Regions from separate parts of the Drosophila melanogaster genome. Here region 2 is linked to region 1. A link is a contact called in public Hi-C data. All regions are on one chromosome and are shown on one strand. The core of a region is the stretch at or near the end of the contact, and the rest is flanking DNA. Distances in the headings are between cores, read along the strand shown. Region 1 holds the start of CG42724. Region 2 holds the start of E(var)3-9 (Enhancer of variegation 3-9).

The links. Hi-C and Micro-C count contacts between places; a contact is called where the count stands out from the background.
Region 2: a Hi-C map of the Kc167 cell line shows a contact between it and region 1, with 1.9 times the contacts expected there. The contact joins the promoter of E(var)3-9 here to the promoter of CG42724 in region 1. A contact is called at or near these places in 5 of 107 Hi-C or Micro-C datasets (the Kc167 cell line, embryo, eye imaginal disc and 1 more).

What each region holds. Positions count from the first base shown.
Region 1 is chr3R:6,366,861-6,369,560 of dm6, forward strand. It overlaps CG42724, which reads right to left and starts at 1,428. Exons shown (of 8, transcript NM_001202255.1): 1 at 1,038-1,428; 2 at 1-971. The coding sequence starts at 1,225. CG10286 reads left to right here and starts at 2,105. Exons shown (of 1, transcript NM_141392.3): 1 at 2,105-2,700. The coding sequence starts at 2,157.
Region 2 is chr3R:8,991,552-8,994,287 of dm6, forward strand. E(var)3-9 (Enhancer of variegation 3-9) reads right to left here and starts at 1,398. Exons shown (of 4, transcript NM_141595.3): 1 at 1,126-1,398; 2 at 239-1,076; 3 at 129-176; 4 at 1-70. The coding sequence starts at 1,314. It overlaps CG11975, which reads left to right and starts at 1,702. Exons shown (of 4, transcript NM_001275465.1): 1 at 1,702-1,899; 2 at 1,985-2,071; 3 at 2,148-2,736. The coding sequence starts at 1,833.

The DNA.
Region 1 (2,700 bases), core at 178-2,677:
TGGCTTTCATTGCTGCAGCAGCAGCCGCAAAAGCAGCATGCGGATCAAATCCCGGCGGCCCTGATCCTGGTGGCATATGCATCATAGGGTTGGGTAGCAAGTGTGGTGGTAGTCCCGACGGAGCTGTTGCCACAGCGGGCGCAACGCCCGAGTGGGCAGCCATGCGAGCGGCCTCCATGTCCCTCAGCGCCTGCGGTTTCTCCCAGACACTCTCTCCTCGACCGGCGTGGAAATAGTACGGTCTTCCATCGGGAGCACGATGCTCTGACCACTCTGCTGCTCGCGCTATAACCGCCGGATCGATAACACCCGGCTTAATGATTAGCGACTTGGCTGGCTTGTCTTGCATGTGCTGCTGTTGCTGCCAAGGCGGAATGCCCACGCCCCAAGGTGCCCCAGCTGGTGCCGGTCCTCCAGGAAATCCGTAAGTTGGAGGTGGCATACAAAACGGCGGCTGTCCGAACCCAGGAGGCGCCTGCATTCCAGGTGGCTGGAACATTGGTGGTGGCTGTTGCCGTACATTGGGTGGTGGCTGGGAAAGCAGCGGTGCTGCCGCATTGGGTGGTGGCTGGCTCATCAGGTGCGGCGGAGGTTGTGAGGTAAGATGTGACGACACTGGCGGAATCTCGACCGACGTCTCGCCTGCCTTGGCTTCCGTTTTCGCGGCCTGGGCAGGTCGCTTGGCCATCTCCTCCACCTCTGCCTGGGTCATTATCTTGACAGCGGGGCCATCGGGTCGAGACCAAGTGGTTTCCCTAGTTACCGCATGGTAATAATATGAGCGACCGTCCTCCGCCTTGGTTTCCACCCAGATTTCCGGGGGTCCTGTGACTCCATTTGCTCCGGAAGGAGCTTGTTGCTGCGGCTGCTGTGGCTGTTGTTGTTGCTGCAGTTGTTGTTGCTGCAGCGCCTGCTGCTGGGCGGTGTGCTCCCCGATGGGACGACCACTAAACGCATTGAAGGGCTTGCTCCTGTAATTGGGTCAAGGTAAAACAACTTTATAGCATTAAAACACCGGATTTTCCATGACAACGCACCTATGGGCCTCGCTGGGTTTTTCCTTGAGTATAGCAACGCCATAATTTGGGGTCTCCTGGCTGGTACTACCACTACCACTGCCGTTTCCATTGAGACCCGCTTCTGGCGGAGATTCCGTTGCCTCCGTCTTGGTAATCGGCGAACTGGCGCCATCGCTATCCATGCTCTCCTCTAAGCTCGCATCCATGGCACACAAATCTAACTGTACGCAACCTCTTACTTTTCGTTTTAAAAACCCCTGAAAATTTTCTACACTTTTCTGCCGCTAGAGATGTGAATACAATCCAGTTTACTCGACTTATCGAATTATCGAATAAGAAAGGCTATGTGGCAGCACATGAATGTCGTTGCCAGTCCGCTACTAAGGGACGTTATTTTATCACGTTTACAAAGAGTTACATTTTGCTTAGCAATAAATATGAATATATCTGATCGTATTTTCAAAGTCTGCTTTATAATTAGCTCAGCATGACCCGATCGGGGCAAGAGTTCAAATCGAAGTGTTTCGGTACTATCTCTAATCTGTTAACGAGAACACTCGTTGCTAATAACTTCTCTCTCCCTTGCGCATCTAATCGTCACTCGCCTATTATGCCACTCTTTTTAGACCTGGGAGCACTCTCACGCTATTTTGTTACCATCTAGAGGAATCGCTTAACTCAACGATTCAACTACCAAATAATTAAACGGTCAGCAGAAAAAAAAATTTGTTATTATCATACACGTTTATTTTTCCAACAAAAGAAGAGATACATATATGTATAGGAATATAAAGAAATAAATTTGTAAGAAATAAATATTTATATAAATAAATTGGAAATTTCTTAAGACAACGTGCAGCAAAAGACTCATATACTGTTTTGTGCCACATATTTTTTAAATTATGAGGTGGAAATAAAAGACAATACATCCATGTAGCTATTGTAAAAGTTTTTTATGGAATACCTGTGCTCCTTAACGTGACCAGTGATCACTGAATGCGAAATGCATAAAATGAAATCGATAAGGGTAGGCAAATGTTCGATGCTGCCAACTATCTGGAAACATCGATAGCACAAAAAGCCGCCGCCTTTTGTTCCAGCCCCATTAGTAAACACGTGCAGTTGTGTTTTGTTGCAATGGGAAAAGTTCGAAAAGTAAAAACACGGACGCCATCCGGCGTGGACACCTCGGCGGAAATCGATGTGGAATCAGCGGGCGAAGCGGAGGGCTGCGGACCCATCGAGGCGATTTGCGTTCACCTGCAGCAGGCGAACGTGGAGGAGAAGCTGAACGGACTGCACTCATTCGCCGTGCTGGCGCTGCGAAAGGAGAAGGTTCCCGAAATACGCGACAGCGAGTTGGTCCGGATTGCGGCCCCCCTGCTGTGCGATAAGGAGAGCGCCATCCGGAATGCGGCGGCCGGTGCCTTTCGGAATTTGTCGGTGTTTGGCACGGAGGTGTGCGACTTCCTCGTTGAGAACGACATACTGACCGCCCTGCTGACTCTGGTCCGTAGCTATGATCTGACAAAAGGTGGATTCGAAAACGAGCTGCATGCGGACACCTTCCAGCAAGCAATCCATCTGCTCCGAAATCTGTGCGAGAGCTCGCCCACCGCCACAGAAGCACTAAATCAGGCCAACTTTCTTTCCAGCCTGCTGCTGGGCTTCGACTACAGAA
Region 2 (2,736 bases), core at 148-2,647, 2.6 Mb after region 1:
TGTTGAGATTGAAGGTTAACTGGAAGCTGCTCCAATTTTTTCAGTTGCTGGGCAAGTTCGGCTTCACCCTCTGGGCATTAAGTGTAAAGTTATAAACAAATAAAACCGTTGTAATTCTTCTTACTGACCTTCTAAGTGCTTTTTCAAATGTGCGTGTAGAGTGGCGTTTTTCACAGCTGCAAAGGTAAATGTGATTAATCCGATAAATTAGTTTTATAAGTGAGAATATTGAACTCACTTTTTCCACAGTATGTGCACTTTGTGCGTACGTGCACTGCCTGCTTGTGCTCCTTGAGAGTCTCCTTGGAGCTGCAGATGAACCCGCAAACGGGACACTTAACGTGCCGCTGTAGCTTGTGATACTTGATGTGAAACTTGATGCGCGATTCTTGGGCATTTGTGAACTTTTTGCCGCAAATATGGCATTCCCAGTCCTTGAGGAGATGGGTGCGGCGCATGTGCTCCATATGCGCATCCTGGTCGGGGGATTCGTAAAAGCATAGCTTACAACACACAACCGGCGAGTAAAGCGGGGGCGGAAGCGGGGCTGCCGCATCGTTGTCATCATCGTATGTAAATCTGACTATCTCCTCCTCCTCCTCCTCCTCATCTTCGGTGCCATCGTCGACCGTCCCGGAGAGATCCTCAATAGACGGTCCTAACATGCCGGACGTTAACGCATCGTTGTCTATCATGTCGAATCTGGAGTCGACTGGCGACGCAAAATTTTTGGGTTCGGGTGGCTGAAACTTGTCACTGTTCTGTAATGGCACTCGGGCCATGTGTTCCTCCTTAATGGGCACATGCGGTATGTCGAAGACGGCACACACGCGTCTACTACCGTCCTCGTCGCTGTTATCCTCCTCGTCGGTATCCAGATATATAAATCCGCAGAATTTCTCTTCCTCCGGCTCAATTTCCCGTTTAATAACGATGCCATTATGTTCGCGCTGGTACTCGAGCTCGCCGAACTGCTCCTGTGTCTCCACACAGCTGCGCTTGAATTTAATCAGCCGGTGAAACTCGGCAATGCAAGCGATGCACATGTACTGCGGTCGTCCGTCTTCCCTCGCAACCTTTGGGACATAAGTTAGGTACACATAGTACGATTCCACTACTACCAACCTTTATGTTCCAATCATTCATTTGCTCGAGAATCTCCGCCATATCTGCGACGGCGGCGTCATCCGAACCGAAAATGGGCTTCACAATCGCCTGGTCCATGTCCATTCCCATGGTAAAGTAAATTCCGCAAGTCCGGCAGGGTTCGATGGAGTCCTCATTGAAGCCATTCAGATCCGCACTGAACTCCATGGTGCGCTAGCATATATTCAATTTTTACAGGAATCCGTTCCACAAAGCGACCATTTTCCTTTTTGTTATTCTGTGAAATTGGAGGTGGAGCATCTTGGACAGTGTTGCAAAATTATACCCGTCGGTCGATAGTGAAGGATTGTGGGTGGTAGTGATGCTGGCAGTATCTAATTATCTAGATACTACCGATAATAGCTAGATCTTTAGCTTTAAAAAAAACCTTATCCAAAACAGCATTGCAGATTATTTATAATGTTTCTTTGTGTTACGTAACTACTCAAAAACTCATAGCAAGAAGTTCTTAAACCCAAAAATATCCCGATTTAGCGGATCGTCTTTCCTCATTGAAAGTTATCGATTCACCGCCCGGCCACTTTTCGACGATACTCAACACTGTGTCATTGTTTTTATACGAAAAAACACAATCATCCGCCGTCCGAGCAATTGTTTTCCTGCCTGCCCAGCAACTGTATTGAAAATCACCAGAGCCCGGGCTTCCAGCATCCCCGGAGAGTGCAATGAACCTCACAGAGCAAAACCCATATGGAAACGGGCTGCTCTACGCAGCCTTCAATCAAGACCAAGGTACGTACATATGTGCGGATGTGTGTTATTTACATATACACGATACACCTTATCGGTATAATATAACTGGCCTTTTGCGTTGCAGGATGCTTCGCGTGCGCGACGGACACCGGATTCCGGGTCTACAACTGTGATCCGCTGAAGGAGAAGGAGCGCCAATACTTTCCAGAGGGTATGATTGTCAAAAAAAGAGTGCGGGAGACTCCCACGGCCTAAAACAAATTCCATTGTCTACAATTCCGATTCAGGTGGTCTCAGCCATGTGGAGATGCTGTTTCGTTGCAATTACTTAGCCCTGGTTGGAGGCGGCATCCGGCCGCTGTACCCGCCCAACAAGGTGATCGTGTGGGATGACCTGAAGAAGTCCCCGGCCATATCGCTGGACTTCAATCAGCCCGTGCGGGCGGTACGACTGCGTCGGGATCGCATCGTGGTCGTGTTGGAGGGCGTGATTAAGGTGTTCACCTTCACTCAGCAACCACAGCAGCTGCACGTCTTTGAGACCAGCTCAAATCCCAACGGGCTGTGTGTGCTGTGCCCGCACAGCAATAAGAGCCTCCTCGCATTCCCCGGCCGTCGAACTGGCCACGTTCAAATTGTTGATCTGGCCAACACAGAGCGGGCGCCGCTTGAGGTGATCGCCCACGAGGCTGGTATCAGCTGTATTGCCCTTAATCTGCAAGGCACGCGACTAGCCACCGCCGGGGAAAAGGGCACCCTCATCCGTATCTTCGATACGGAAAGTGGCAAGAAGGTATCAGAGCTGAGGCGCGGAAGCAACCACGCCAACATATTCTGCATCAACTTTAACCACCAGTCCACAATGGTGGTCGTCGC